Regions from separate parts of the Mus musculus genome. Here region 2 is linked to region 1. A link is a contact called in public ChIA-PET data. All regions are on one chromosome and are shown on one strand. The core of a region is the stretch at or near the end of the contact, and the rest is flanking DNA. Distances in the headings are between cores, read along the strand shown. Region 1 has its middle 4.6 kb from the start of Cyth4. Region 2 overlaps Gga1 (golgi associated, gamma adaptin ear containing, ARF binding protein 1).

Evidence for each region. ChIA-PET counts read pairs in DNA pulled down with a chosen protein or histone mark.
Region 2: an RNA polymerase II ChIA-PET map of effector CD8 T cells shows a contact between it and region 1, with 16 read pairs. The contact joins two enhancer-like sites. A contact is called at or near these places in 1 of 484 Hi-C or Micro-C datasets (embryonic stem cells), 1 of 115 datasets of contacts at active chromatin or transcription factors (effector CD8 T cells) and 3 of 9 other capture datasets (adipose tissue, liver and pancreatic islet).

Annotation. Positions count from the first base shown.
Region 1 is chr15:78,589,309-78,595,631 of GRCm38.p6, forward strand. No RefSeq gene overlaps it. Among named protein-coding and RNA genes, the nearest start is that of Cyth4, 4.6 kb to the right of the region's middle. Within about 2 kb of position 2,648, at least 53 of the 459 cell types and tissues checked have an H3K27ac peak or open chromatin away from gene starts, as enhancers often do. A contact at or near this core is called in effector CD8 T cells, where this site is marked.
Region 2 is chr15:78,892,094-78,897,989 of GRCm38.p6, forward strand. Gga1 (golgi associated, gamma adaptin ear containing, ARF binding protein 1) reads left to right here. Exons shown (of 17, transcript NM_145929.2): 14 at 360-547; 15 at 1,074-1,243; 16 at 1,446-1,556; 17 at 1,641-2,492. The coding sequence ends at 1,751. Among named protein-coding and RNA genes, the nearest start is that of Mir6955, 3.2 kb to the left of the region's middle. Within about 2 kb of position 4,293, at least 97 of the 459 cell types and tissues checked have an H3K27ac peak or open chromatin away from gene starts, as enhancers often do. A contact at or near this core is called in effector CD8 T cells, where this site is marked.

The DNA.
Region 1 (6,323 bases), core at 1,398-3,897:
TGCAGTCCCCTGTGGCAGGGGAGAAGTCGAAGTGACTGGAGCTTGGTGGATCTGGTCACATGGCTCTCACAGTTGAGATGTGGAGAGCAGTGAATGCTTGCACTTGGCTCTTTTTTTTTCCTCCTTTTTATTTAAACAATCCAGGATCCTCTGCCTGGGGGATGGTGCTGCCCACAGTGGGCGGGCTGTCTCACTTTAATTTACCTAATCAGAGTAATCCCCCAGAGGCATGCATGGCCAGAGCCCATCTCCCTCTTGATTCTAGATCCCATAGAGTTGACCACAGATAACAACCATTCCAAGCTCCTTCTTGACACCCTGGGGTGAGACTGCCTTCACCCAAGCCTGACAGAGGCAGTCTTTTCAGCAAGCAAGAGCAGTAGAGCCAACAGCCTCAGAGTGAGGGTGTTAGAACCCCTGCTTCACACCAGGAAGTGTGAAGCTTGCGGCTTAGCTCCCATTGCAGTCCGGGGCCAAGTTGAGAGGGAGTGTTACCACACCCAAGGGCATAGAGAGGAGATTCCAACCTTTTGAAGCTGCCACTTGCCTTTTGCTGGTGTGGAGTGGGCATCTGTGGGCTGTGGGAACACAAGAGCCATTTGTCTATTCAATAAATAGCACAAGAATGGGCTAGCTCCGGACAGTCCCAGAGCCTGCAGCAAGGGGTGGGGGAGGGGCAGAGGGTCTCACGGGCTGAGGGTACAGGAGCCACTGAAGGGATTTCGTTTTGTTTCCTTTGAGGAGCTTGTTGGAGTTTTGTCGGTTTAGGGACAGCAAGATGGCTCAACAGATAAAGGTGCCTGCTGCCAACTTGGATGACCTGAGTTTGAACCTCAGGACCCACGTGGTAGAAGGAGAGAACCAACTCTTGCAGGTTGCCCTCTGACCATCACACACATGGCCAGGCACCCACATGTTCCTCTGCACACATACCCCAAAATAATTTAAAATATAACCAAGTTGTGTTTGTTTAAATTGCAGCAAAACAGGCACACAATTTACCTTTTTTTTTTTCTAGTTCGAAATGTGTATTTCCTTACCGGGAGCATTCATGACAGGCAACCATCCCTACCAGCCCTTTCTAGAATGGTCTACATTGTTTTCTTCCCCCTCCCTGGTACCCATGATCTGACGCCCCAGGAACCTTATGCAGTGGAACCCTGCAGTTCTGTCCTCTGTGGCTGCCTTACTCCCTTGACCTAGTGTCTGCACAACTTTTCCATACTACCACCCATGTCAGATGCCTTCCTTTTCAGAGGTGAATAATATTCCACGGTATATTCCATGGTATGTGCATGCCATATGCCACAGTCCATACATGTATTCATTCATCCGTGGACACCTGACTCCACCCTCTGGCTTCCGTGAGCATCTATGGCTAAATAGCCATCGGAGGTCCACTCTCAATCCTGTAGGAGGGTTTAAAGTCTAATTAGACTTGAGTTTTAGACAACCACTTCAGATACTGTTAAGTGGGGACACAGGATGGGATGGGGAACCAAAGGGCTGCTGGGGCTGTCATCGTTGGGAAGGTGGCAGTGAGCCTCAGGGTTACGGTGTCTGTCATGCCGATCAAATCATGTCTCAGCAACTTCATTTTCATTTAAGGTTTACCTTTATGTGTGTTTGTATGAACAGGGAAGTATGGATGCAGTACCTGAAGAGGCCAGAAGGAGGCGTTATATTCCCCCAAAGCTGGAGTTTCAGAAGGTCAATTATCTGGGAACCAAACTCAGGTCCTCTGCGAGAGCAGCAACAGCTCTGAACCACTAAGCCACTGCCCCTGCTGCATGGCCACCCTCCTGCCTGAGTTCTGTGCACACGGCCCTTGCCTGATTTTATTATTTTCTCTCTTCCCCATGTCATAAATTCTAAGGTGAAATATCTGAGCAACGGAAATGCTAAATGCTGGAACTGATCGTCACAGGATAAATAACCAGCTGACCTCTACCCCGAGCCCCTCCGTAATCTTCCCTCTCCGTCGCTTCTCTGCAGCCCAGTTCATCCGATGGTCTCCAAATGACATTGAAGTGTGGCCCAAGGGCTCCCTAATCTTGTTCTTTAATTAAGAATCAGATGATGTTCATTGCAGGGACACGCTGTGTGGGTCTGAAGAGTTTTAGGGGACTGACTCAGGAGATGAGAGTCGATTGCATCTCAAGGACACTCCAGCTTAAGAACAAGGAAGATACGGGCCCTGAATAACAACGACCCTCCGAGTCCCTGGCACCCCCATTCTTCCCCGCGAGAACCTTCTGCAGATCTGAGCCCTCTTAGATGATCTTGGGGGAGGGGAGCAGCCTCTCTCTCTTTCCCATCTTTCCCTTGAGGAAACTGGATACCCACCCCACCCCTACCCAACTCCAATTTCACAGATACGTGTTGTTCGAGCAGAGGGCCTGGGGAAAGGGAGAGAAACGCACAGCATGTTGATGCCTCGAACTTCTGGTCTGGCCCCACTTAACTGCGGTCACCTTTCTACATCTAGCCTGTTTTTTCTCCTCTTTCCCTTCTTTGCATACTGAGACTCCGCCTCCCAATGACCACTCCCACCACATGCGCAGAAGCTAGCCACAGGAAAGGTGATGTGCCAAACTCTGGGGGTGCTGAGGCTGACCCAGATTTGCCTGAGCTTCCTGGCAGCTAAGGCAAAAAGGGAAACAGAGCAAGTGACTCAGTTCTCCACTCTGCAAAAGGAGAAGCCTGCTGGAGCCCTGGTGAGGCAGATTTTCCTGACAGCATGCTAGAGAAAAGTTCTGGGGTGGGAGGCTCCCGGTGATGTCAGACCCATTCATTGCTGAAGGCTACAGCCCACAGGATATGCTGACATCACCACAGAAACAGGAGGGAGCTTGGGTTCCATCCACCCGAGCACAGGTGTGAAAGGGCTCCAGATCACTCATGGGGGAGAAACATACCTTCATGAGAGCCTCATGGGATATGGCTGCAGCTTCGGGGAGTCATCTGCCCTGAGCATCTTTCCTAAATCTCAACAAAAGCAAGCAAGACCCTACCTGTGCCCAGGGATTAAGTGCCCGGGAGCCAAGGAAGGCACAGTAGTGACCAGCGTCATGTTATTGCCGCCATTGCCCCACCCCCACCCCGGAGCTTCGATGAGACACTGCTGTGCCTCATTTTAGAGAGAAGGATGCTGGGCCTGGAGGGTCACAAAGGCTCAGAGCAGGGACACCGAGGGTGGAGACTGGAAGGTTCTCAGCATTTCATGAGCTGCGGCTGACACTGTAGCTCACAGCCGCCACGTGCCTGCCGCCTCCACATACAGCTGTACCAAGCGGTACAGCCGCCCTCCTTTTCCCATCAGCCATATCTGCTAACAACAGACCACCGCGCAGAACTGGTTAACAGGCATTTCTTCAGAGGAGTGGGGATGGACAACCTCCTCTCGCCTGAGGCTCCTGCCCCTCTTCCCAACCACTTGTGGATAATCGTGGCCTGATCACACATGGCCCCTGGGGGGCTGGGGAGGTGCTAGAAGAGTATAGAATGAGGAGGTAGAGGGGATTCCAGCTACGAGGCCGCCATTATCCACGCTGGATGAAGACTTTCAATGCAGTTGCTTTGGGTCACCCCTGTTCCTGCAGACAGCCCCACACCCTGGCTCTCTAAGTTCACCCAAGAAACTCACTAGTTCTCCAGGGTGAACTTCAGGGGGACCCTACTTTGGGCTACCTGTGGGTCTATAGGAGAAGGGGGTGGACGTTTCTATCTCCCTAGAAGGAGCTCTGGCATCAATTCCCACGTGCAGTGGGACCCCGGGGCCCCGCTCAAGCCTGCCATTCTTCTGCTCTGACAGCCTAGGCCTGAGCCAGACACAGTGACCCCTCTCCCCATAGCCCAGGCCCAGTGACATCTCCCTACTTGAGCCCTCTGTCCCAAGGCCTTCCCTTGCATGGTTCTGGCGGTCCTCCTCTAGGGAACTATGTGACACTTCATCTTTCTTTTTTCTTATGTTTAGTATTGCTTGTGGTGGGGAGGGAGGAATGGGCCCTCACCCATGCCAAGGTCGGAGGATGACACTGTGACTTCTGTTCGCTCTCTCTCCACCTTGTGGGTTCCTAGGACTGAGTCCAGGTCATCGGGCTTGCACTGAGCCATTTTGTGAGCCCCTATTTAGTGTGTGTGTGTGTGATATTGCACACTGGATCTGTGGGCTCTGAGGACAGCACACACACACACAAGTGAAGGCCAGGGTATTTTCCTCAATCTCTCTCCACTTCTCTCTCTCTCTCTCTCTCTCTCTCTCTCTCTCTCTCTCTCTCTCTCTCTCTCTGTTGCTCTCTCTCTGTCGCTCTCTCTCTGTCTCTCTCTCTCCTCTCTCCCTCCCTCCCTCTCTCTCTCCCCCCCCCCCCCCCCCCGCCTTGCTACTTGTGGATCAAGATGTGAGCTCAGCTGCTCCAGAGCCATGCCTACCTCCCTGCTGCTGTGTTCCCCACTACAGTGGTGATGGACTGGTACTGTGAGCCCAGTTAGATACTTTCTTCATTAAGTTGCCCTGGTCATGGAATTTTGTAACAGCAACAGAAAAGTAACAAAACCCATGAGGCTGAATGTGGGTCCTCCTGCTCTTATAAAAAGTACTTCACTAACTGAGATGTCTCCCCAGTCCTCATATTTAAGTCTTTCAAAGGCAAAGGTCCCTTCATCTCTGAGCCTGACACACCTGAAGGGAAGAAAAGTCTTGAGCACGCTCTAACCCCATACTGTCCTCGGACCCCACAGATCCGGTGTGTGCAGCCTCTGCAGACCCAGATTTTGAAGCCCAGGTCCTAGAGACCCAGCACTGCCCTGAGACAGGGTGGTGGCCTGAACCCAGGCCCTGAGTCTAGGATAGGCAGCTAGGCAGCCCTTGCTTCTCCAGGGCTCTTGGGTGCAACAGACACCGAAGGCATGAACCCACAAACGCCACAAGAGCAGCAGGGGTGGGTGCACGTGTGAGGAGCACGATTTCTGAAGGCTCTACCATCTGGTTTTCCATGGCAGCCTGCCACCCCAGCTGACAAGTGTCACTTAGAAGACCCCATGTCCAGACAGGTGTCTCCACAGAGAACAACAGTTGGAGGTTGGATCTCAGCAGGAAGGTCTGTAAACCTCACTCTCTGGGTCTGTAAAATGGGACCAGAGAAGACTTCCAGACAGGACCTCAGTTTCCAGCATTGTGATCCCACGGTGGTTCTCTGCCTGCCCATGAAAGCTAGCCCTCCTCCCCAGATCCTCCTTGGTGACACAGTAGCAATGAGATGCCTGTGGCTTCTTCATGGCCACTCTCCTTGCTCTCCTCCCCTTGTCTTTTCAGTTTTTGAGATAGGGTGTCATGTAGCCCAGGCTGGCCTCTAACTCACCAATATAGCCAAGAATGACTTTGAACTCCTAATTCCTCTTGCTTCCACCTCCCAAATGCTAGCACTACAGGTGTAGGCGCGATGCTCAGGTCTTCTTTCTGGCATCTATAGCCCCAGTCCAAACCCAGTCCTGACGCTCTAGGACTGAGCCAATCAGTCCCTCCTTCAGGAGGAGTTACATATTTACTATCAGGGCAGGGAAGCCATCTGAACTGTGGTTTGCCATCATTGTCCTAGTTGCTGTCTTAGTGTTTGTTTGTTTTCCCTGTTGCTATGACATTATATTCTGACAAAAGCAACTTAGTTTCTATTCTTCTCAGAGCTCAAAGGTACAGTCCGCCATGACAGAAGAGGCAAGGCAGCAGATTGAAGCAGCCAGTGAAATTCCACCCACAGTCAGGAAGCTGAGGAAGATAGATGAGCACACTGCTGCTGCTCAGCTTCCTGTCTCTGTTTATGCAGTCCAGGAAGCCAGCCAGGGAATGGCGCCACCCACAGTGGGCAGGTCTCCCCTTCCTGATTAACAAAAACTAAGATGACCCCCACAGACATGTCCAGAGGCCTGTCTCCCAGGGGGCTCTAGACTCTGTCAAGTTGACAATTTACACTAACCACCCTGATGATCACCCAAGTCATGGTCCCTTTAATGACAGGCACTGGCTCCTCCTACATAATGTAAACTGATCGCCATTGCGGTCAGATGCTGCCCACATTAGCTAATGACCAGTAATCCTGGGAGGGGTCTCAGGGGCGGGAGAAATTCCTAAGGGTGAATTTCGATGTGGCAATGGGGACCTTTTCCCCCAGTTCTCTGTCCCTGCTGTAGCCCACCCCACCCGCAAGCACTAGCTCCCACCTTCCTGCTGCCTGTGGAGGATCCTGTTTCTTAGCAAGTCCTGTGGCCAAACTTGGATGAGAAAGGACAGAAGTGGGAGACACAGGGCATCTGGAAAGCCAGAATGC
Region 2 (5,896 bases), core at 3,043-5,542, 300 kb after region 1:
CTGCCACTGCCATGGCCCTCCCTGTCCCAGCAAGTCAGCGCTTCTGGGCCCAGCAGGGAATTGCCCATCACTGTAACTCCTGGGAGTCCAGCAAGTTTGATCACCCACTGTGACAAGGGTGTGCCCAGGGATGGCCCCACACTACATGCATTCATGAGAATGGGCCACATCCACTGACCTGCATGCCCCTCGAGTTCCCAGTGCCCTAGGAAAAGATAGAAGGGGGTTCAGCATGGGAGGATGCTGAGGCAAGGAGTGGGGGGGCTCCCCCTGCGGATGGGGGTTCTCAAAGCTACCCACAGGTACAGAGCTGGGTAGCCCACTACAAAATCACGTGCTAATACACTGTCCCAATTAAGGGAGAAGCAGCAGCCAGCCCCCCGGCTCACCCTCCGTGACCTGCAGAGTAAGAGCAGCTCGCCCAGCCCAGGAGCCGCCAGCCTCCTCCACACCACGTCCCCAGAGCCCCCTGGGCCTCCACCTCAGGCCACACCCACTGAGTTCTCCCTAACCAGCATCACTGTGCCCCTGGAGTCTATCAAACCCAGTGAGTGGGGAGGGGTGGGAAGGGCCAGGCCAGGCCAGCTCTTGTCCCCAGAGCCTGATGACTCCGATGTTACCCTGCAGTAGGGCCTCCCCATCCTAGAGTGATGAAAGGCTGCTTTCTAATCTCTGGGTTGCACAGGAGAGGGCTTCTTAGAATTGAACCCTGACCCCCTCGTTCCCAGGGAGGGCAGGGGCCAGAACTAGAAGGCTCCTTATGATTATAAAATAGAGCCTCAAAGAAGGATCCAGGAGGAAGCCCCAGGTATTACCCAGGAGCAGTAGGTAGCAGTAGGTAACATTGGCTGACTGACTTAGAAACTGTGACCAAGAAGCTCAAGTCTTCCCTGTCCTCCTTAGCACTAGAACTGACTCTGACCCCAAAGAATGCATGACCCACACTTTGAACAGAGCCTGGGAAGGGCCTGGCTGTGACTTGGCTCCAGGGTGGGCATCCTGCCTCTAAGAGGCCAGCGCCTGGTATGATCTGACTCCACCCACTGACCGACCTCCTACCCGTCCTCCCACAGGCAGCATCTTGCCAGTGACCGTTTATGACCAGCATGGCTTCCGTGTCCTCTTCCATTTTGCTCGGGACCCACTGCCAGGGCGCTCCGATGTGCTGGTGGTGGTGGTCTCTATGCTGAGCACGGCGCCCCAGCCCATCCGGAACATCGTTTTCCAGTCAGCCGTCCCCAAGGTGAAGGGCAGACCAGGCAGGCCTTCCTCCCTCAAGGCAGGGGGACTTTAGACCTGGTGGGCAGCCTGCTGCCTGGGCATGGTATCTCCTTCCCTGGGGAGCTGGGGAAGGGGTGGGGAGCCAGAGAGACCCCTGAGACTCTGGGAAGGGAGCTGCCTCTGCTGTGGTGGCTGCCTGACCAGCAGTCACCTCCTGCCCCCAGGTCATGAAGGTGAGGCTGCAGCCACCTTCCGGCACAGAGCTGCCAGCGTTCAACCCCATCGTCCACCCCTCAGCCATCACCCAGGTCCTGCTCCTTGCTAACCCCCAGAAGGTGAGGGCCCAGCTCTGACGTGGCAGTGCCCCAGGGTGGCGCTAACCTCCCTTCCCCACTCTGACTGCTGTGCTTGTGCCTCAGGAGAAGGTTCGCCTCCGCTACAAGCTCATCTTCACTATGGGCGACCAGACCTACAATGAGATGGGAGATGTGGATCAGTTCCCCCCACCAGAGACCTGGGGGAGCCTCTAGGACAGAGGGGCTGGAGAGAGGAGGGGCAGCAGGACCTGGACCTGTTCATCCTGTGCTTCTCTCCCTCCTGTGGCCCCCAGTGACTCTTCCCCCTCCCTCTTCCCCTGCTGAGCCAAACCCAGCAGGAGGCTGCGCCTGGGTCTGCCATAGCTGCTGGGACCTCCATCACCAGTGGGAGCCTGGAGCAGGGAGGGGCCGTATGCCCTGGAAGGACTCTGGGGTGAGGGAAGGAGGGGGGCTGTGAGGCCCAGCCCTGAACCCCAGCCTGAGGTGGGGTCGTCCTCACCTGTCTTTTATGCCTTATGGAAAGGCCCAGCCATAACTTGGAGGCCATGCTGGAAACTGGGACCAGCCCAGGCCTCCTCTGCGGGGACCCAGTGACTGGGTGGGGGTGACGCCCGCGCCCTAGCTGTGTGCACTTGGTGTGTGGTCTGGCTCGTTGCTTTTCTTTTGGAATGGCCCTGTGGTCACAGAGCTGAAGGAGCTCTCCACTCAGCCCCCGGGGCCTCCAGAGGCCTCCCTTTGCTCTCAGGCTCCCACGGGCCATGGAAACTTGAAAGCAGAGCCAGAGGACATGCCCCCTGGAGGGCCATGGAACTCCCAGAGTTCCATGCTCCATTATCACCTTCTGCTGGGGCCTCCCGGGAGCACCTCACATCTGCCCACCCTCCTGTGGTCAAGTAGGGTCAGGATGGGTGGCAGTGGGAGTATTTATGAAAATAAAGTGACTTTTTTCCTGGATTAGCTGCTCTTGTCACCCTTGTGGGTTAAGGGAGGTAGGGAAGGTTCGGGAGGTGGGGGCCTAGGGACTGCCCTATAGATCCATGCCCAGCTCCCACCCATCCCAGCCCCTCAGCCCTGGGCCAGAAGAGGCCCTACTGGGGGCCTGTGGCTGCTACTGAGTCACTCAGGAAACACTGGTCTGTGGTGCCCAGAGCTGTTTTCGCTGAGGATGAAGGGGCCACCAGGAGGTCTGGCTGCTGCAGAAGTCAAGGGGAAGGTCCCAGCTGCTCGCTTCCTCCTGCACTCTGCAGCCGGTCTTGTGTTTCTCCCTGCCCGACACACGGCTTTCTCCAAAGCCCTGCGCTCTGCCTACTCTTCACCCGGCGTGGTAAAAGGCTGGTCCCAAGCAGGGTGCAGAAACCACCCAGCGAGGACAACCTGCCAGTGGGGTGCGGTGAGGAGCTGCCTTAGAGCCCCATACTGCAGGAAGACAGCCCCCGCAGTTAGAGGCACAGGCTGCCCACTCTCCCGTGAGCCGCTGACCTGCTACAGGCTCCAGGAAGTCCCACATCTCAGGAACCACTTTCACTTTGTCTCATCTGGCAGTTCCTAAACCAAGGTTGGCTACTAAAACCCTTTCCTTAAATCCTGTGGACACCTGGATATGACACAGCTCTCCCAGTCCCACAGGACTGACACCCTGTCAGGCCTACATTGGACAGTGACGGAATCTCAGCGTGGACTGTAAAGCAAAAAGACGGGAGGCCCCACTCCTTCCAACCAGACCCTGCGCATGCTCCCCCCTGAAAGCTGATGGCCTGTCCTAGCAACCATCCTTCCTCAAAATGGCCTCTACTTCCCACCTGGGACCTCAGAAATGTGTTTCCAGTAGAATCTCGTTAGATGGCCAGTGGATAGAGGAGGTTTGCCATGGGGTTGTGGGACTGTGACTTGGAGAAGTCCCATGAACTGGGTGTTCTGGTTCCAAAGTCACTGGCTAGCTCTCCCTTTCTAGGAGCCTCCTTTGAAAAGGCCACAGGGTTGGGACCCAGGGAGCCACCCCTCCTCTGGCTTTGTCCTCATCCATCTCTACATCTCCTGAGCCAGATATGGCCTGTCTCAGAACCTGGTAGGAACCTGGGAGACTGGAGCCCCAGTACGGCACTCCGGAGAGCTGGGGGACAAGGGGGTGTCCCTGGAGTCTGCATCTGCCTTAGCATGGATACCCCGGGAAGTACTGTCTCTGTCTTAAAAGATGAACTCCATGACCACACCAGAGCAGTGGGACTTCCCAGACCTCAAAGCCACACTTCCACTTCTGGGACACTGACCAGAGCCAGCAGATCATTCTGCAGTAACCACAGGGCAGGCTGCTCATCTGCGATGAAACCAAGGTGACAGAGGCCTCTGCTGCCCTGGCACACCTTCTGTGGCCTCTGCTACCCCATAGGGCAGCTGAAGGGAGCCACCCACCCTGGCATGCTGCCTGCAGTCTCCCCCTCTAGTCCTCAGAACTGCCCTGAGAGCAGGAGACTGGACCAGCTCCATCAAGATGGTAGACTGTTCTAGGCACCTGAGCCAGCTCTCCTCCAGTTTTAACACCAGTCCTGCCTTGCTCCCAGCTGGGACCAAGCACACATTTCCCCCAGGGCTAGCAGCAGAAGGGAGGAGTCCTGCCTCAGCCCCACCCCAGGGTTCCTGGAAAGGCCTTTTGAACTGTGGAAGTGGGGGTGGGCAAGGGAGTTACCAAAGCCCAAGGAAAACATACCTTGCTGGCTGCTGTGGGCAGAAACCACTTGGAGGCTTTCTAGTATTGCCACAGTCAAGCCATGTGGCAGCGTCTCAACTGGTAGGATGAAGCCAACAACCTCCACCCTAGCCTGCCTATGGCTGCCCTGACCACATCCGCTCAAGTCTCATTAGCAGATGCCACCCAGACTGTCATTGGGATTGCAGGCCAATCTGTGTGGAGACCGGTCAGTCCCTCAGCGGCCATCGTGAAGGCAGAGCAAAGGCCAGCCTTGAAGGAGTTTCCAGGCAATGCCATGTACACAGCAGAAAGACAGCAGTAACGGCTCTTAGGAGTTAGGTCTGCTCTGACCTGGCCCCTACCACACATCTGTGCACATCTGGGCCAAGAGCCAGGGTCTGCACATCTGCCAAATGGAGGCATAGATACCCACCTTAGGGAAGGATGACCCACGGGACCCACCAGTAAATTCTACTGTCCTAAGGCAGCCATACATATTACAAGGGCACTAAGGCAGGGGTAGTCAAGGCTCTTCTCTCCCAAACTTTTGGTGTTTGAATAAGAACAGCAGACAACACCAGGCACTTTTCTAAGAATTTTACATGCTAATTCATGTAATCCAATTAAGCCTGTAGCTTGTGGCTGAGGGGTGAGCGATCTTATCTAAGGTCATTCAGTTTGTGTGCAGAGACACCCCCCACCCCCCACCCCCAAGCCAAATGGCTGTTCTTTGGGGAATGTAGGGAATCACAGATCTGATATCCTCTAAGTCAGTCCCAACAGACTTAGTACTGAGCTACTTAGCCCCAGAGGGCTGAGCCATGCGATAGATAAGGTGAACCTGGGTGATACTCCAGCCCGGGCAACCAACTATTAGTTTAGGGAAGGGCCCAGGGAGAGGTTGGCTCTGAGTGACCTCTGAGATACTTCTGTGCAGTTCTAAAGTCCATGATCCTTCGAGCAAGCACTTCTCGGTTGCATATGCCTGTAATATCTACTACTGGAGAGGCAAGAGTGTCACAAGTTCGAGACCAGTTGGGCACAATTATGGTGGAAGGAGAGAACCGACTCCCAGGTATTGTCCTCCGGCTGCCCGGAGAACAGGGGCTGGTGGCAGAGCGCTTGGCAAGCAAGCATGCACAAAGCCCTGGATTCATCTCTAGTACATGACCAAAAGACACATCCCCACCAAGAGAGCCTGACCCAGCCATGACCCCAGCATTTACTAAGCAAAAACTTGGGATTACAACATCTTTTGAAGGAATAGCGTATGGTTCAAGCTTCAGGGCTTTCCACCTTCAATGATTCAACACCAAGGTCACCCAGCCTGGAAGTATAGCAGCTTTATCTGGTCAGATCCAGAAGGCCCCAGGTCTGGCTGCAGGAACAGCAAGAGCCAAGACAGGAGGAAGGGGCGGGGCAAGAGCTTGGATGGGTTGATAATACACTCTAGTCATTTCTTAACAAAAAAACAAAAAAGAAACCTGCTATTTCAGCCAAGGGAGCTGTCCCCTCCCCAGGCTAGTTAGGGCTAGGCCGGGACAAGCCAAGAAGGCGTAGGGTATAAGCCAGGACTGCCTTGAAGTACCTTTCAGACCAACCCTGGACATGAAGGCAGAAGCACCGTAGAGATCAGAGACTTCCCTGGAGGCATGAAGGTGCTAGCCTGGAG